2 separate regions of the Gasterosteus aculeatus genome follow, and region 1 is linked to region 2. The links are chromatin contacts, called in public Hi-C maps. All regions are on one chromosome and are shown on one strand. The core of a region is the stretch at or near the end of the contact, and the rest is flanking DNA. Distances in the headings are between cores, read along the strand shown. Region 1 overlaps net1 (neuroepithelial cell transforming 1). Region 2 has its middle 29 kb from the start of LOC120817096.

Region 1 (5,052 bases), core at 166-2,665, 34 kb after region 2:
TGTTTGTATTGATTAACCCTTTATGCTGGACAAAAACAAGCAGTAGAAGAAGATGGTATCCTTTATTAATAACCATGGGGAAACTCCTCTCTGCGCGTACCCCATCACACACATGATGCTCGGGAAACAATCAGGCGATAGGTGTCTTGCTCAGGGACACTTCCACAAGGGACATGGAGCAGCCAGGGTTTCGAACCGCCAACCTTGCAATTACCGGCACACCCTCTCCACTCGCGTCCCAGTTTGTCAGCTGTTTCATCTGTCTACGCCAGAATATAAATGAAACAGCTTCAGCTGTAAACCAGCAACTTCTGTGTTATGAGAGGTAATATATGTGATTTTATCAACGCAGCGGGGCTTAAGAGTCAAAGCAGAGAAAACGGTCTGACAGCAAGGTAAAAGGGTGAAAATAATATCAGGTATAACACCTTAACTTAAGATTGTTTTTATTATAGAAACTCCATCTAGTGTATGTAATTCAATAACTTTGGAAAATTACCTCAGAAAACAACACTTCAAACACTCCAAACTCCCCTTTGAAGGGCAGGTCCAGTCAATCCAAGTTATTCAGTTCCTGTACTGCCGACCATTACCGAGGATAAATCCAGTTTATTACGACTTGGCTCCTGTTTTTGTAGTCCTGGGCATCATTTGTATAATACGCTAATAAAGTATTTACTAAAGTGATTGCGGAGATCTGGAAACATGGCGACATCACTCAAATGGATTTGAGATGATGAGAAACCCAAGCAGCAAAGCATTCAGACGGCCTGTAAGGAGCATTCAGTGGTCACCTCAGTACACTCCACAACCAACAAGCCAATCTATTGCAAACGGATTCATAATCACAGAAAGTTAAATGATCTCCATGTCTAACTACATGCAGTATCCTGCTAATATTAATGCATTAATGAGTTATGATCTATTGATATAGAGGGGACAAGTTTCTACATTGAGAGCTTCAACTTCCAACACTGTTGGTACATTTTCCTGATGAAGCTCTCATGCTTTCACTAAATAACATTGGCTTGCTGGCATTGGCCTGACTTTTGTAACCCTAATTATTACCTGGGAATGTCGCTGCTTTAATTCCCACTGGAGCCATGAAAATAATACTAATGTAAATTGTTCTGACACAAGTCCCGAGCCAGGAAATTTCCGGAGCATCCACATGGAAAATGATGTGCGGCTCCTGATGTAGGAATGGAAAACTGCGAAACCATTTTTGGGTTGCAACCAGAGATAATCTGCGATTCTCGGGTTTCTCGTGGTCTTGAGCTAATCTATTCTTGAAACATTTGGAGGCTTGGTGAAGGGAGCGGAGCAAATAATCCTGTGACAGATTTTAAAACAACGCCAAGGAGCATTCATACCTGACGGAACGAGTCAGTCTGGTGAGGCAAGCAGGAGGATGCCAGGTCTGCTATTCTGGACTCGATGATCCGTGATATGTGAAGCGGATTCCTGTTTGATAGCTTTGGTGACTGCGAGAAAAGCTACTTCAAAGGGGAGGCATTCCTCCCGAAATGAAACTGGCATGTGGCTCCCACTCAAAGTAATATGTAGAAATGCACCTCAAGGTGCCTGATAGCCATCGTGTTTCATAGGTCTTATATCAGTCTTGGCAGGTCGTACGCCCTCAAAGCACTGCTGCTTTACCACTGCGCTTTACCGTAGCCAATGTCAGCATATAAACCGATTACTCACTCCCAACAAACCGAAACATAAAAAACACAGGAAAGGTTTGGCAGTTTAGACGTCCAAGAAAAACTGCCATGAGGACATAGTGAGCGGAGGCCGTTTCAAATCTTCAAAGCCTCTCCACGAGGACATGGTCAAAAGCCCGAGTCTCACTAGAACATGGGACTCTATATCTTGAAGGATGAATACCATTTTACTGAACATCACAAGCCCATTTGTTTCATGTCTTTAACTGGGACACAAGCAGGTTTCCGCGGCGCACAAAGGCTAGCTAAACTAGCTAGCAAGTTTAGCTCATGTTTGTTGTTGAGCTTTATGGCAAACCTAACCTTCCTGGTTCCACGTGTCACATTAACTAGCAACAGCAGGAGTCTCGGGGCCTTTCTCGCGATGTGTCCTAGTCTGCACGTGTTCTCGTAGGCTTGTACAATTGTTCCAATTCAAAAGACTCCATCATTTTTGAATTCGATCCACTGCTTTCGGAGGGGTGAGGTCCTGCTGGCGCAACATGGCCAGTATCCGGCCGGCCTCATGGTTCCCTGGGGAGACCTGCCTTTTCATCATGAGACTTTTTACAATCTGCCGCTTCTATCGATGTCTCTGAACCGGTTAAACATGAGATATGATTTGGTTTGTGTGTCTGTATCAAGCAATCTGTGGTCTCAGGGAATAAATGCGTTAGCAGTCTGTGGTTTAAAACTCGGTAGTAACAGACAGAACATAACGCCACCCTAATTGTGTTTTGTGAAAAACATCCCTGATGGGAATCCTTTCCCTCTTGCGTTTTTGTTTTTCAACACATGAATGTTTTAGTGAGCCATTAATTGTTGTTGAGGTTTTCTTTTCTTTCTTTCCCACCGTCACATGTCATCTCCTGAGGCGAAAGGAAATCCACGAGACAAAGTGAAGCGATTTGTCTGAGAGAAGCGCACCGAGCTGACAGCTCCTTTCGGCAGCGTGTGAGCGATGACTGAACAAGTTCCCCGTCTGTCAGGAATGAGCAGGACAGAGTGTATTTTGACATAAACACGGAGGGGGTGCTGTGAACCCATTTGACCTTCTGTTGTCTCCGAGTGCCCCCGAGCGCTGCCTTGCTGGTTAGATGTTGGTCTTGAGCTGACTGTGTTATCAGCCTTTGGTGTGGATTTTTTTAAACTGAATGTTTCATACCAGGGATTTTCTAGAAGGTCATGCAGAACTTCGTCATTAATGTCCCTCACTGGCTAGACTGGCCTTTGTCCACAGTAAATCAGTAAACACCAACATTTCCATGTCAATGCAGAAAACCTATGTGCATATTTCCATAATTTTTGGAGAAGTAGTTGCTTACTTGTTGGGAGTTAGATGAAAATATCGATTCCGCTCTCAAAAGCTATTAGCAGTCAATTAGCAGTCAAGGCGCACTGGGAACAGTCATAAAACTGTCAAAAGCAGAAAGACGGCCTACGTGTACATGCTTTGTCTCAAATGTTTAATCTGTGGTATTCACATTCTCATCTAATTCTTTGCCAAAAAGCAAGTCCCCGTGTGTCTCAAACTGTCAAACTAAGCCATACATCAACTGGAACCTTTTTGAAAACACTGATGCACCCTAATCCTTTTGTACCCTAAATGACTGCTCAATGTCCGTTCTGTTTGCGTTGCACCTCATGGTGGGCAGTCGGCTCAGATGCTGGAGCTGAAGGCAGTTTGTAGAGTGTCAGGGTTGTGTTTGTGGAGTTCTTTGGTGGAGGGAGATAAGCCTCGATGGATGTGGCGCTGACAGATCGCTGACAGGAGGCTCAGACGTCTGTGTGTGTCATTGACCAATAGCCCGCAGCTTTCAGTAGCACAGACGAGAGCGTCCTGCTGGGTTTGATCCTGCACTCATTTCCAGCCGAGTAAAATGATTTTTGATGGATAAAGGGGTAAAAAGTTCAATTCCAACGGAATGTTTCCCTCTCAAATAGACGTCCTTGGCTGGTCTCAACAATAATAAGCGTTGTCTTTTCAACAAAACATTGTTTTATTTTCTACTTTTGTCACAGACTACAGCAGCATCCATCTTGCCAAACTGTAATGCTGGTACACCTTCCATCAAAAGTAAATTGGCAACTGTGTGGAGAGCATGAGGGAACGTTTGGAGACAGACATGAGGCCATTATTCGGTGCTGCCAAGCAGACAAATTAAAAGGGGAAAAGAAAATCGTCCTCGCTCCAGCAAAGATGAAATATTTCACAGTTAAAAGTTCTGTGAAAGCTGAAATGAAGCGGCCTCTCTTCATTTTCTTTCAAGTGATCGTCACCTGAGCTGCTTAGTTTATGAGCTTTTCGCCCACCGTTGTGGCGAAAGCTCATAGACTAAGCAGGTCCTCCACTTTTGATTTCTTGAAACACAAAGTGTTCAAAAACAAACGCGGAGCGTCTGAATAACTTTCTCTCGTAGTTGGAACAGGCACCAGGCAGCGATGTCGCAGTTGAAAGTCTGGACAAATCTGGACTTCTTCCACCGCAAACGTTATTCACAAAACGATCATAGAACCAACTATTTAGTTAAGCGTAAAGCACTATCATAAATAAATGTCCCTTGGTTCTATCTCCTTTTTTTCTCCAATCAATGTCGTCGTAGCCTTATTAAGGAGGTGCCAGCTATTGTGTCGGTTTTAAATCTACTAAAAGAATAGTTATTTTGATGATAGATTATATAATATCCCCTTGCTGCTTCATTCTATAAAAATAAGCTGGCAGGCGGTTGGCTTAGTTTAACATGACTGTAAAAAGGGGGGAACAACTAGAAGGAAAACCAGCTAATAACTGCACATTATTTAGCTTTCCAGCTGCTCAGTGATCTTTGAGCAGCTGGAATCTTTTGACCTTTGCAAAGAGCAATGCGAGTCATTTCTCTCTGCTTCCCTTCTCTATGCTAAGACAAGCTAACCATCTAAAGTATGATGGCTCCATATTCAGCATTCAGATATCCAACTGTATGACTTTGTGAATAAACACGTTATAACAAACAACATAAAGACATGAAAACCAAATTTCAGTTGCAAATCTTACACAGATCTTTATTGCTCTTTAATTACATACAATTCTTCCCTTCTCCTTTCTTTTTCTCATCATGTTCCCACATACAATAAACCTTTTTTTAATCTTCCTTCCCCTACGTACCTTTTCCTGTCAATTATACTCACTTGATGTTTACCACCTTTCACCTATTTGCAAGAAAACTCAATTAACTTCCTCAGGAAGTTGATTGAGTCAAACACATTGCGGTGACAATCTATTTCAATCTTTTCCATCTGTTCTCTTTTCCACTTCAGCCTTCAACAAACTTCTCTTATTCCCATCAACCAGTCTTTCATGTTTAAT
Region 2 (4,418 bases), core at 442-2,941:
GACATTAATTTCTCCGAGCCACGAGTGTTTAAAGTGAACACAGGAGACCAGACTGGGTTGATGAAGGTTGGATCTCCGGTCAGGCTGAAGAAGGAATGTATCTAACACACTGGATGCTGTTCATTCCTTCAGTTTCTCATAAATGTATTCGGGGGTTCTTTGGAGTGGCCAAAAAGTTATTCATTTGAGTCATAGACCCAAACTCACCACAAGTTTGACATGTAATGTTTGGGGTTTTGAAGTTAAGAACAAAGAGAAGCCGGATAGAAATAAGAGAGTGACATGTGGGGATAAAAGTCAAAACAAAATGTTGCTAAAGGCTAGTATTCTTCTTCTTTAAGGACGTACGTGTGCTGCCTTCACACACGCAAAGGGGTTTTTGGTTGTATGTGGTTAAAAGGAACCGATGTGCTTAGAAAATCTCAACTGACTCAAGGACCCACGCTGTAAAAAAAACAAATTGTAAGTGTATTAATTGGCCGCCACAAATCAATCTCCATTCCCCGTCCTCTCATGCGCTTTTCACGTAACACGTTACCGCCGAGCAGATTCACCTGCTGATTTAGTCTGTGCGTTTTTGTCAAAAGGAACGGTAGAAACAATTAAGGTGACCTTGAATGCAGATAGTTTTCAAGTTTTATTTGAGCATGGAATATATCATTTTTGGGTGAAATATTTATAAGCGATTACGAATATCAGACAATTCATACATAACAGCAACATAAGTCAAACCTCTGAGAAACTGTCTGCTGAATTCAGCCCCTGAAAGGTCTAATAATGCTGTAGTTTATAGCTTCCCAGCTTCATGTGGTGCAGCTGCCCCTCCGCTCTGCAGGCCCTATGAAGGACGCCATTGTTGCCCAGGGCCCAGGTATTTTGGCAGGTCACAATCAGCTAACGACAGACAAACTGTACCTCTGGCTCACCTGCTTACTCTGCTCACAAAGGCAGGATTTTGTGCGAGTAGTTGCAAGTAGCACGCGAGGGGGAGACTAGGAGAAGGTATGGAGTAATGCAGCTTATCAGATAGAGCTGTGCTTTCTGTCTGCCAGCTCATTACACAACTGGCACGGAGAGATCCAGAAAAAACGAACACACACACACACACACACACTGATCAGGCTGCTTCCTAAGGATTACATACAGGTGAAAAGATGGGGGATTTTTGAATACGATGATCACAATGTCAAACATCACATTTGAAGTCTGCTTTCTCTCCTGTTTTGGGGTAAAGGAATATTGTGCACATTCTTCAATATCTTTGTCTGTTTCAACAAACCCACAAAGGGTTGGCTATCAACTGTTAGCATGTGTTAAAATGCGAACTAATTTCTGTGTTTTAGGACTAATTCCTAAACACTCTCCAGGCAAATATATGCAGTAATTCAAAAAGACAAAAGGGAAATGGGTTTGAGAGTTCAAGTTCATGGCACTTGTAAAAACTGCACCATCTACAAACAGACCAAGGACCAACTTTTAAAACACAAAAAACATGCCGCTGATTGAGAAAGTATTAAAGTGCGTACACCGGAGCTGCCCTACCAATTAAACTGAAGTGCATAGGCTCCATGGACTTTTACTTTAATGGTAGCGCTTCCTGCTTTTTTCTACCGGTCTTGCTTGGCAGGTGTGACTGTTTCGTGTTGAGGCTCAATCAGAGGTAATTACCCACCATTACACCCCTGTGAATCATGGCAGCCACTGTGAGGTGATGTCAAGGCAGTAGGTGGGAAGGTTAGATGTGGGACAACAACCTGTAATGCAACCCTGCAGGCTAAATGGAGGCACCGGTGCCTAGAAAACCCGCACCCCACACACACACACACACACACACACACACACAGACAAATGGGAGCTTGTAATCCCTGACGAATGAACAAAGGCCACGTGTGTTTCATGTTCATGAGTCCATGTGTGCAGTTGGCAGGGTCGGAGTTTAGGGGGTGCCGAGGTCACCAATAAAATAACGACTTCTGCCGCGAGGAGGACACATTAGAGACACGAACACGACCAACGCACAATGTACGGCGCTGATTCTTAGTCCAGATTAGAGATGCCAAACACACGACAGGCAGAGGAGAGACACGGTGAGGGCAAAACACCAAAGAGGATCAGGATCTGGAGAGGCTCAGCACAGACAGGAGAGCAACACACTGCTCAAGGAGCCCGGTCCGAATGTGTAAACATGGCACGGGCTTCTGGATTGTTTGATACCAACACAAATTAATCCACCGAGTGCTGGATGGAACCTTATCTTCTGGTAATTAGTCACCTATAGTGCCTTTGAACCCCTCACACTGAGACTCTCCAGTTCAACTTTAGTTATCATGAGCTTCCGTGCTTTTGTAGGCCTGTGTGTCTCTGTATTTTGTTTGTGATTGATGATGCTATCGTGGGCCAAACTAAAACACAGGAGGTCAAGGTGAGACTGTGAGATAGAAACCAGTTGCAGCTTCCATCTTAAACTGTCTGATTAGGTGAATGCTTGTGAAGGTCTTTCCTATGGCTGTCTATTGTCCAGGGCGTCTACGTTTAAGCAACCAACCAGATGCGACACTGTGTCTCTAAACGGATCCTATCCTTGTTTTCACAACTTTTAAGGGGTTCTCTCCCCTGGTACTGCAACCCTCCTCCACCCCAAGCACCTCCACCCCCCTCAGTCCTCCTCCACAGGCAGCATCGGTTTGCAGCAACTTCCCTTCTTCACCACCACCAGCATCTGGACTCCAGCGGGAATTCTGTTACTGTAGGGTTCGACCTGGTTGAGGATAAAGTCCAATCATCAAAGATTTTGCACTATTTCGATGTTGTACAGAAAATAGTATTGTTGATTCCGAACGAGTCTCTCCTGATTGAACTATGGTTACAAGTTTCTGTGCCAAACATGTCTGGAATAAATCTTCTTTGGACAGCTAATTCACACCTAAATCTATCAAACGAGACATTACAGAGAGCTGCTTTTCAGAGACAAAGGGTCACTACATCAGCGAGCCAAAATGTGACTTACTTCCGGGAGATTGTAGCAGGACATCAAGAACGTAAGAGAGAGTGAGGATGGAGGAGACGCACCAGTCGGACCAGAGGGGCTGTCTGCTGCCTCCAGAAGAACGGGCTAAGTTGTGGGATCTGTTTAAAAGAAGCGGGTGAAAAGGAAAGCCCCAGGCCAGTGCTGCGCACAGTCAACCCACTGCAGCTTTTACCCGGGAATCATGGGAAGGGAGGGAGCACCTATCGGCCCCCACCTCAGATAAAGTGCTAATTGAGTCCTGTGGCGGGTGACTTTGAAGAATAGCCTTTCCCTTGTTCTCAAATCCTCCACCTTCTCCCCTCAAAAGCTTCCTCAGCACTCGCTTTAACAGAGTGTGTGTGTCGGCCCCGGAGAGTGTAAAGGTTTTACAACAGCTCTGTAGGTGCAGGAGTCAGGGAGGTTTTTAGTGAGGCTTAGTAAACAAAACGCTGAGAGAGCTTTTCGCTAAAGCTCTGCGCTTATACTTTCAAATTTGTCTCTCTTCTCTGGCGTCAGCATTCTGCGCACATGCAGGGCCCCAGTCAGACACTGAAAGGGACTTGTGGCTGAAAACATTCGGACCAGATTAAGGGGCTGATAAGTACGGGATGATTTTGAGTAGTAAGTTTACAGTCAGACCAACTTTTGTATCTGTGTGAACTATTACACCGAGCAAAGGTTCAGAATCAGAATCAGAAGGCATTTATTGTCACATAAGTCACACATAGAGGAATTTGACCTGGTTAAATTGGTGCTATGTAAGAATAAAATAAGATAAAGTAAAAAAAGATAAAAATGTACAAAGTGTAAAGTGTAATGTTAGTCGCTTTGGTTAAAAGCGTCTGCTATATGACCTGTACTACTGTACTACAAGCAAGAATTAACAATATAAACAGATAAGTACGTTAAAACACGTATATAAGTCAATATGTTTCCACGGTGAGAGAAATCACTGTGCAAAAAGTGTCGTGGATGGAGTATTTGGGTCATTTGGGGACTCGGACTCGGTTCATGAGACCAACTGCTGTCGGGAAAAAACTGTTTCTGTGGTGAGAGGTCTTGGTCCTGATGGACCTCAGCCTCCGGCCAGAGGGAAGGGGCTCGAAGAGCTTGTGTCCGGGGTGAGAGGGGTCGGTGACAGGGGTCGCGGAGGCAAACTAAAGTCAGAATTTAGTTCTGTGTAGGTCTGTGTTGCTGTGTCACTGGGACTGTAGAACAAGACTTCACCTAAAGTCCCGTTCTTTACATTTGCAGTGCTTTGAAGGATTTGAGAGACCCCACCCCTCCACCGACCCGGCTGTGTTTACAGGAGCGCCATCTCTTTACCGATGGATCACACTGAACCCCAAGGTTCACTGCTGCAGCTTGGGTGGTTCCGTGTTCGTACGTGTCCGTTTGCGCCCCCGTGAAA

Evidence for each region. Hi-C and Micro-C count contacts between places; a contact is called where the count stands out from the background.
Region 1: a Hi-C map of blood and trunk muscle shows a contact between it and region 2, with 2.3 times the contacts expected there. The contact joins two enhancer-like sites. A contact is called at or near these places in 5 of 6 Hi-C or Micro-C datasets (blood and trunk muscle, liver, skeletal muscle and 1 more).

What each region holds. Positions count from the first base shown.
Region 1 is chr4:22,459,351-22,464,402 of fGasAcu3.hap1.1, forward strand. net1 (neuroepithelial cell transforming 1) reads right to left here. Exons shown (of 11, transcript XM_040174798.2): 11 at 4,722-5,052. Among protein-coding and RNA genes, the nearest start is that of net1, 28 kb to the right of the region's middle. Within about 2 kb of position 1,416, at least 3 of the 9 cell types and tissues checked have open chromatin away from gene starts, as enhancers often do.
Region 2 is chr4:22,425,005-22,429,422 of fGasAcu3.hap1.1, forward strand. No RefSeq gene overlaps it. Among protein-coding and RNA genes, the nearest start is that of LOC120817096, 29 kb to the left of the region's middle. Within about 2 kb of position 1,692, at least 4 of the 9 cell types and tissues checked have open chromatin away from gene starts, as enhancers often do.